Regions from separate parts of the Pan troglodytes genome. Here region 2 is linked to region 1. The links are chromatin contacts, called in public HiChIP or PLAC-seq maps. All regions are on one chromosome and are shown on one strand. Each heading gives the region's core, a stretch centred on a gene start, on an enhancer-like site or on the middle of the called end of the contact. The rest is flanking DNA. Distances are from core to core; before and after follow the strand shown.

What was found. HiChIP or PLAC-seq counts read pairs in DNA pulled down with a chosen protein or histone mark.
Region 2: an H3K4me3 HiChIP or PLAC-seq map of stem cell-derived excitatory neurons shows a contact between it and region 1, with 4 times the contacts expected there. The contact joins the promoter of PSMG4 here to the promoter of BPHL in region 1. A contact is called at or near these places in 4 of 7 Hi-C or Micro-C datasets (blood, induced pluripotent stem cells, a lymphoblastoid cell line and 1 more), 1 of 1 datasets of contacts at active chromatin or transcription factors (stem cell-derived excitatory neurons) and 1 of 1 other capture datasets (stem cell-derived neural stem cells).

The regions. Positions count from the first base shown.
Region 1 is chr5:9,066,914-9,071,931 of NHGRI_mPanTro3-v2.0_pri, forward strand. It overlaps BPHL (biphenyl hydrolase like), which reads left to right and starts at 2,587. Exons shown (of 8, transcript XM_009450409.4): 1 at 2,587-2,793; 2 at 3,516-3,736. The coding sequence starts at 3,681.
Region 2 is chr5:9,209,880-9,214,444 of NHGRI_mPanTro3-v2.0_pri, forward strand. It overlaps PSMG4 (proteasome assembly chaperone 4), which reads left to right and starts at 2,267. Exons shown (of 4, transcript XM_518211.8): 1 at 2,267-2,555. The coding sequence starts at 2,382.

The DNA.
Region 1 (5,018 bases), core at 1,337-3,836:
TACTACAGTGATCTTTACAATATGTAATAATCCAAGTATACGACCAGGTATAGTGGCTCATGCCTGTAATCCCAGCACTTTGGGAGGCCAAGCTGGGAGGATCGCTTGAGGCCATGAGTTCGAGACCAGTGTGGACAATACAGCAAGACCCTATCTCCACAAAAACATTAAAAAATACTAGCCAGGTGTGGTGGTGTATGCCTGTAGTCCTAGCTTCTTGGGAGGCTAAGGTGGGAGGATCACTTGAGCCCAGGAGTTTGAGGCTGTGGGGAGCTGTGATCACACCGTGCCTCAATAATAATAGCAATCATCATCATCCAAGTATAGAGTCCTGAAATTGAGAGCCCAAAACTCCCCTCTGCCCCTTCTCAGCTGTGTTACCCAGGCCTTGCTTCCTAACCTTTCGCCATCATTATCCAAGTATAGAGTCCTGAAATTGAGCGGCTCAAAACTCCCCTCTGCCCCTTCTCAGCTGTGTTACCCAGGCCTTGCTTCCTAACCTTTCGCTGTCATTATCCAAGTATAGAGTCCTGAAATTGAGCAGCTCAAAATTACTTTTCAGCTGTGTTACCTAGGGCTTGCTTCCTAACCTTTCTTAGCCTCAGTTGCCTCATCTATAAATGAAGAGTGCAATAGCACAGAAGGCTGATGTGAAGATTAAAGAAATATGATGCATCGTAAGGTGCCTGGCACAAAAATGGCAGTTTTTTTAAACTGTACAATCTTGCTATATATAAAGAACTGGTTGTCAGGTATGTTACTTAAAAATAGTGACACCACGCTGGACGCGGTGGCGCACACCTGTAATCCTAGCACTTTAGGAGGCTGAGGCGGGTGGATCACCTGAGGTCAGGAGTTTGAGACCAGCCTGGCCAACATGGCAAAACCTCGTCTCTACTAAAATTACAAAAATTAGCCGGGCATGGTGGCGGGTGCTTGTAATCTCAGCTACTCAGGAGGCTGAGGCAGGAGAATTGCTTGAACCTGCGAGGCAGAGGTTACAGTGAGCTGAGATTGCGCCATTGCACTCCAGCCTGGGCAACAAGACCAAAACTCCGTCTCAAAAAAAAAAAAAAAAAATTGTGACACCAATAACCTAAAACTCAGTGCTACCGTTTTTTATTAGCACAAGGGTAACTGGTGTTGAAACTGTACAGACAGCTATTTTTATCATTTCTGAGATGAAACCCCAATCAACATATCAGGAAAAAAGGAAATACTGACCTCACCAAAGATTTCTGAAAGTCAAATGATATTAAACTCAAACATTATATATGTCTCTTTCCTTTTATGCAGGAATTAATGTGATAGATTTATGTTGAGAGTAGAATATGAAAACTTTTGCATAGTCTGTATTTAGGCCAAAACTGCCTTTACTACTCAAGAAAGCCCAATGGGCCAGTGAGGACACTGCAGGTGACAGAAATTTCTATGAGTGTAACACCTACAAGCACTGTGCTCACAGGACTGACTGTTACACCAAAAAGGTCTCTTGGAGGAAAAGAAATGCAATATGCAAAGAAGCTGTTGTCTCCAATTATTCAAGCCAAGGCTACAACAGTAGCCACAAATCTGCCAGTTATTTCCAATTAAGGCAGAACGATTGACTTAAAAAGAAATAGTTGTTTTTTTTCTCCACTGAGATTTCAATTAGATAATGTCTATAACCTTTATAAAGCTGCAATTATACAGCCAAAAGAAAAAAATTAATTGTGGTAAAACATACATAAAACTTACCACTTAAACCACTTTTAGGTGTGTAGTTCAGTGGCAGTAAGTACACTCACAATGTAATGCAGGCATCACCAAAATCCATCCCCAGGACTTTTTCATCTCTCCAAACTGAAACTCTGTCCCCATGAAACACCAACTTTCCATTCCCCCTTCCACCAGCCCTCAACAACCCCCATTCTATTTTCTGTCCCTATAAGTTTGACTCCTCTAGGTACCTTATTATATAAGTGGAATCACACAGTATTTGTCTTTTTTTGACTGGCTTACCTCCCTCAGCATAGTGTCCTCCAGGTTCATCCATGTAGTAGCAAGTGTCAGAATTTCGTTCTTTGTTCAGGCTAAAAAACGTTCCCTTGCATGCACAGACAACATTTTGCTTATCCATGTATCTGTTTTTGGACACTTAAATTGCTTCCACCCTTTTGGCTATTGTGAATAGTGCCGCTGTCAACGTGAGTGTAAAAACATTTCTTCTTGTACACCCTGTTCTAAATTCTTTTGGGTTATATACCCAGAAAAGAAAATGCTGGATCATATAACTGATTTGTTGAGGAACCGCAGTATTGTTCATCACAGTGGCTGCACCATTTTACATTCCCAACAGCAATATACAAGGGCTTCAATTTCTCTACATCTTCACCAACACTAATTTCTGGGGGTTTTGCTAGTAGCCATCCTAATGGGTGTGAAGTGGTATAAACAAAATTTAGATCCCATCATCTCTGAAAAGCAAATACACTTCCTAGTACTAGTCAGTACTAGATAGGTGCACAGCGTTTAGAACTTTACTTGATCCAACATAGCAGCCTGCCTAGAGCCGGAGCCCCGCCCACTCCGGAGCCCCGCCCACTCCGGAGCCCCGCCTGGACGCCCACGCAGCGAAGGCGCTATGGCTGGCGGCCTCGCCTCCTGGAAAAGCCATGGTCGCTGAGGCGACGAGCGAGGGCGGGGCAGCGCCGACGGGGACACTCGTCCCGGGAGCCAGAGCCAGCACCGAGAGGGGACGGTCTACGCGGGTGCCGGCCGTTCCAGGACTGCGAAACCACGAGCCGAGTTTCGGTCGCCCATGGGAAAGCACCCGGCAGGGCGTGGCTTCGGGGCGGGGCGGGCAGAGGGCGGAGCAGGATGGAGAGGCGAGATGGGCGGAGCAGAGGGCGTGGCTTCGGGGCAGAGTGGGCCGGGTACCGCGCTTGGTCTTAGCGCATGCGCGCTCCCGGCAGCTACGCGACCTGTGACCATGGTGGCTGTGCTGGGCGGCCGGGGCGTGTTGCGCCTGCGGCTGCTGCTCTCAGCGCTGAAGCCCGGGATCCACGTCCCACGGGCCGGACCCGCGGCCGCGTTCGGGTAATGGCGGCCACCTCGCCCCGGGGATCCCCAGCATCGGCGCGCTCGAGGGGCGGCGGGAGGGGCGCGTGCCGACAGCAGGAGTTCCCGGCGCGCGGGCACGGGGCGTGGGCGCGGCCTGGCTGCCCTGTCGCCCTTTGTGCCGCGAGACCCCGATCCTGGGGGCCAGCCGCGCTTGGTGCTCGAGCCCCTCGATCGTGCATGCGCCTCGGTCAGCCTCAGTTCAAGGAGTCTGGAGCCGTGGAGGCTTGGGCTATAGAGTGCAGCCCCTTCAGTGTGCAGACCAGAGAGACCCAGGGAGATACATTTGCCTGTAGTATGGACTCACCCGTGACGGAGCACGGACTAGAATCCCAACGCCCTCATTAGTCCATTGCTCTGTCCAGAGTCCACACTAAGGGCATAAGGACAATAATCTCTTCTTTCTCTTATGTCAGAAATCAGCCTGAGCCTGAGTACCGCTAAGGCTTTAATCACGGGCCCCGAGAGCCCTAAGTCTTCTCTTTGCTTGCTGATCTTAATGTGCAAAAGAATCACGTTGGGAACTGAAAATTCAGAATCCTGGGCCTCACTCCCAGAGGATCTGATCTACATGTGTGGAGATGCCCAGGAATCTGCTTTATTCTCTTTTGTCCTCCCACCTGTCCCCCCATTTCAGGTAAAACAATAACAAAAAAACTGGATTAATTTCTGACCTTCTGTCTTGAAAATGGATACTCTTGGTCCCAAGAGATACTGGGCAGAAATGTGGATAGAGCGGCATGAAGCTTGTTTTACTTTATTCTCTACATACATCCCTACACACATGCAAACACACGTATACAACGAACGTACACAGTGCATGTGCGCAGTTGACTGTTGATGGGCTACTTTCATAAAGTCAGTACTAGATAAATACACAGCGTTTAGAACTGTACTTGATCCAACATAGAAACTTTTAGTTTGAAAACTTGATTTAGAAGGAGAAAAGAGGGCAAATCTGACCAGCTTTTAAAATTTCATATTGCAATTGACTAGCTCCTTTAATTTTAGAATTATTATAAGATGGTCAGGGCTATTTTGATAGATGGAAAAACATGTTACTGGCTACAGCTGTATAAATTAACAGTGAAAATGATTATTTTTTCCAGTTTCCTGTCTGCAGAAAGGCATCGAAATAAGTTACTGTGATTGTACCAATATAGTTCTTTTTTTTTTGAGACTGACTCTCGCTCTTTTGCCCATGCTGGAGTGCAGTGTTGTGATCTCGCTCACTGCAACCGCTGCCTCCCAGGTTTAAGCGATTCTCGTGGCCTCAGCCTCCCGAGTAGCTGGGATTACAGGTACCTGCCACCATGGCCGGCTAATTTTTGTGTTTTTAGTAGAGATGGGGTTTCACCATGTTGGGCAGGATGGTCTTGATCTCCTGACCTCGTGATCCTGACCTCGTGATCCACCCACCTGGGCCGCCCAAAGTATCGGGATTACAGGTGTGAGCCACCACACCCGGCCGATCCTAAGCTATCTTAACTGTAGAAATGAATTTCTCAGAGGAATAGGGCAGTAATCATAATAAGTAAATGGCAGGGTCAGTATTGCCATTGCTTGGTGGCTTCATTGATGCCCCTTTAATAATATTTCTGTAGATAAGGAGCTTATAGTTTGGTCAGACCTTATTACTACCCAATTCTGTCTTTTATTTTTCCAGAAATGGTGTGTTAAGATTAGATGTACCTGTATTCAACACATCTGTTTCCACGTTTGTTTCTTTTTTACTTGAGACTGGCAAATAAGATTAAACCAAAAGATAAAACAGGACCTCATTTTTTCAAAAGGGCTGTGTTTCAGTTATCCTTTGACTAAGGGCAGAGGTAGGGGTAGGGAGTATGTAGAAGAAAAAGGAGATGGGCCAGGCCTGTAATCCCAGCGCTTTGGGAGGCTGAGGCAGGCAGATCACGAGG
Region 2 (4,565 bases), core at 1,017-3,516, 140 kb after region 1:
CCATCCATTCTTGATTTCTTTTGATAGTGTAAGGTGAATACCGCCCTTGCAGTAGGCAGGGTGGGCTGACTCCCTGGGCACTCTGGAGCCAAAATGGCCCATCAGAGTTGTGAGTTGTCCTGCACTGGGGCAAACTGGCCTGGCTTTCATAGTCTGCCTCCATCAGTTATTGCATGTGGGCTGCCACGGGGAGGGTGTGCAGGCTCTAGAGGAGGCCGTGGCAGAAGGTAGGATTTGTAGCAGTTGGGACAAGTTTTTTTTGAAGTGGACCTAGGTGGCACATGCAGGCTCTTTGGAGACACATCACAGATAATGAGGGGGGTTCCTGAGGACGTGAAAGGACAGGGTCAGAGCACAGGTGGATGGATTGACCTTCTGTACAACGAGGGACATCTTTATCTTTCACTGTCACAGAGTGAGCAGAAGGAAAGATAGGGTCCAATGAAGATAAGCATTTTAGGAGAGGGACAAGGAGCTGGGAAAATCTGGCTTTGTCACCTCTATTTTCTTCATAACATCAGAAGCAAGGGCATCTGCTGAACTTGGGTTTGGGTCAGCTCAGGGTTTGGGGAGCATAGTCAAGGGGAGTGAGAGAGGACGCTGTCTAGGGACTGCAGGGCAGTGTTCCGGGACCGCTGATGTTGGGCATGACTGGCTGTGACCCTCTGCCTGTGTGTTTCCCGAGCAGTGACAGCAAAGCTGGAGAGAGAGAGGAGCATGGAGGTTTTGAGACATGTATAACCAGTGAAACCATCATTACAATCCAGATTGAGAAATTTGCCATGCCAGCCAGGCCTTGAACTCTCCACCGGTCGGTAACTTTGTTTCCTTAATCTTTGGGTCCTCCTAGCTGATTGAAGGGCCTCAAATCACAATGTAAAGGGATAAAACAATTATGGTGTAGCCATACAATAGAACACTGCTTAGTAATACAAAGACACAAGCCATTGACACACAAGCAGATGAACCCAAGATAATTATGATGAAGGAAAGAAGCTGGACAAAAAACAGTACATACTGTGTGATTCCACTGATACAAAACTCTGGAAAATGCAGACTAATCTGTGTGGCCGGAAGCAGATCAGTGGTTGGGGGCAGGAGTCATTACTGAGGGCAGGAGGGAGTACTGGACGCGTTCACTTTGTGGATTGTGATGATGATTTCACTGGCTATAACGTGTCAAGACTTCAATTTGTACACTATATACGTGCAGTTATTGTATGTTAATCACATTTTAATAAAGCTGTTAAAATATTGACCTGAAAATTAACTGTATTATTGAATCATCGATAATTAGCAAATAGAACTATGGAAAATGCCCTCTTAAATTTCAATTTAGTCAACTTAGATCTATTAGGGATTTTAAAAGCAGACCTTTTATAGTTTCAAGTTAAATCTCTAAATTAGTCAGTTGTAACAGAATCTGACAAAATGGGCTGTTTTCTTTTACCACCTTCTCTCTTAACCCATCGAAGGCTTCCTCTTTTCAACTCTGTAACGTCCTGAAGTGTTCAAGGGGTCTCTCCATAGGTATGACAATGGGATGATTGTTGGTGCTTCCCATTAATCTCTCTTGAGATCCTTTCCACGTCTCGGAAAGGCACCTGTTCTTATTTGCATTTTGCAGATGAGGAAACTGAGTCTCAGAGAGGTTAAGGGGGTAGCCCGGGGCCATGTACATGACTGCAGCTCGGGACTCGGCGTCCAAAAGGGTGCCTGCCCATCCTCCTGCCAACTTAGTTGACACAATTTTCCTTTCTAAAGGCTTTCCCCCAATACCATTGCCATTCTTAATTAGGGCTGGGTACCGTCGAAGCCTCCTTGGAGTTAAAGGGCTGCTAGGAGGAGGAGGTGGGACGGGAGGTGGCCGTTCTCAGAGTGCTTAAAGAACTAATTAAAAATTAGTCTTTTTAAATTTTTAATTAACTTAATGTCTGTAGGGCGAAGTGTCACGGCCTGGGAGGACGGTGCGGCTGGCTTCAGCCCTTGAATGCCCCGCGTCAGTAACAGTTAGGGGGTGGGGGGAAACAAAGCGAGGGCGAGTTCTGCTGGGCGCCCGTGGGCTCCTAGAGGTCACTGTCGCACTCTGCTACTAAAGTGGGTTTCCCCAGCCCGTCCAGAGAGGTACTGGTGTGCGGGAGAGGCCAGCAAGACAACCAGGGACGCCTACTCCACCCAGGGCCGGCAGCCGCCCCGCCTCGACCACGCCCCCAACCCAAGCCCGGGATCGCCCCTCCCCGACCACGCCCCTCACCCCCGCCTTTTCGGGGCCGAAAGCGAAAGCGCGCTCGGTCTCTCGGTGCTCGCTCCATCGGGTCTGGCGGGGCTGGCAGCGGCGAGGACCCGGGTCTGGCGCTGTGGGCCGGGAGCCGTGGGGCGGCATGGAGGGGCTGGTTGTCGCCGCCGGCGGGGACGTCTCCCTGCACAACTTCAGCGCGAGGCTGTGGGAGCAGCTGGTCCACTTCCACGTCATGCGGCTGACGGACTCGCTGTTCCTGTGGGTGGGGGCCACGCCGCACCTGCGCAACCTCGCCGTGGCCATGTGCAGCCGCTACGTGAGTGCCTGGCGGCCGAGGGGGCGGGCGGCGGGGCGGGGGCGTGGGGGCGCCGGGCCTGCGCGAGCTGCAGCCCCCCAGGCTTCTCTTGGGTCTACAGGGCGCCCTACTCCCCCGAAGCCCACCCGTGGGATGTCTTAGGAAGCCCGCGGGCGCCAGGGCCTGCACCACCTCGGGAGCTGCGCGCGGGCCCCGAGCCCCTCTCCTTGTCCCGCCGCCCCGCAGCTGCGTCCCGCACTGGTCTTTGTAGGTCAGAATGTCTTGGGTCTGTCCTCGCCACACGCGCGCTGGGGGACGCGTCTACCTCGTAGCTCTCCTGCCATCTGGATTTTGAGCACACTGATAATTTTTTGGGGACTCCTGCGTCTCCACTGGATGTCTCAGGCATTTCGCACTAGGCACACATCAGGCTCTCTTCTCCCAACCTGCTCCCTCCTCCGCCTGACTGGCGCTGTGATGGCAGCTCCATCTTCCTGGCTGTGCGTTCAGAGCCTCGCAGTTGTCTTTGATTCCTCTTTCTTCACACTCCACGTGCTGAGTCCCTAGGCACTGCCGCCAGTCAAAGCAGACAAAACCCAAGCCGCCCTCACCTTCACCCTGCCGCGCTGGGCCAAGCCTGGGACATTATCATTTCCCCTCCTCTCCCGCCTTTCCGGCTTTGCGCGTCGCCGCCTGGTTTCCCCTGGTTTCCTGAGGCTGCTGTAAGAAAGTGCCACAGACCGCGTGGCTTAAAACAACAGAGTTTATTCTCAAAGATCTGTAGACAAGGTCTCTTACTGTCACCCAGGCTGGGGTACAGTGTCATTATTATAGCTCACTGTCACCTCAAACTCCTGGGCTTAAGTGATCCTCCTTCCTCAGCCTCCCGAGTAGCTAGGACTACAGACATGTGCCACCATACCTGGCTAATTGTTTTTTTTTTGGTAGAGATGGGGGTCTCACTATTTTGCCCAGGCTGTTCTTGAACTCCTGGCCTCAAGTGATGATCCTCCTTCCTCAGTGAGCCCGACTCTTTTCTCATAAGGACATCAGTAATGTTGGATTAAGGGCCCACCCTACTCCAGTATAACCTTGTCTTAAATTATTTATATATATATATATATATATATATATATATATATATATATATATAAATTTTTTTTTTTTTTGAAGCAAAGTCTTGCTTTGTCGCCCAGGCTGGAGTGCAATGGCGTGATCTCGGCTTACTGCAACCTCCGCCTCCCAGGTTCAAGCAGTTCTGCCTCACCCTCCTGAGTAGCTGGGATTACAGGTGTGAGCCATCACGCCGGGCTAATTTTTGTAGTTTCAGTAGAGCTGAGGTTTCATTATGTTGGCCAGGCTGATCTCGAAATTCTGACTTCGTGATCCGCCCGCCTCGGCCTCCCAAAGGGAAGCAAGTCCCTTTGGAAGTAAAGAATCTTTATGCTAATCTTTATCCTAAAGTGCCGGGATTATAGGCGTTAGCCGCCGCGCCTGGTCTAAATTACATCTTATTTACATCTGCAGAGACCCTGTTTACAAACAAGGTCACATTCATAGGTACCCAGAGGTTAGGACTTAAACATATTTTTTGGGGAGACACAATTCAGGCCACAACACTGCCTTGTAACCAGGGCAACAGAATGATAGTTTTAAGACTGAAGTTGGATATTTTCATTTCTCTGCTCAAAACCTTTCACGAGGTGAACTCAGAGCACTCGAAGACTCCAGTGATCTTCGGGCTCTGTTACCTCTTAGAGCTCCTGCCTGTCCTCGAGCTGGGCAGTGCTGGCCTCCCAGCCGCATTAGCTCCCTCTCTCAGCCGTTGAGTGTTTCACGGTGAGGTTTGTCTGCTTGCCCAGGGTGAGCGTCTGTTTCTCTAGCTCCTGGTGCACCGCTCTCTCAGTCCCTGTGGAATGAATGAGTGAGGCCCCCTCAGCGAGACCCTTCTGAAGCCAGTGAGGCAGTGATGACTGAGGGTGCTGGGGGCAGGAAGTCATGGGTGAGCGTCTTAGCTGTGCACAGCGGCAC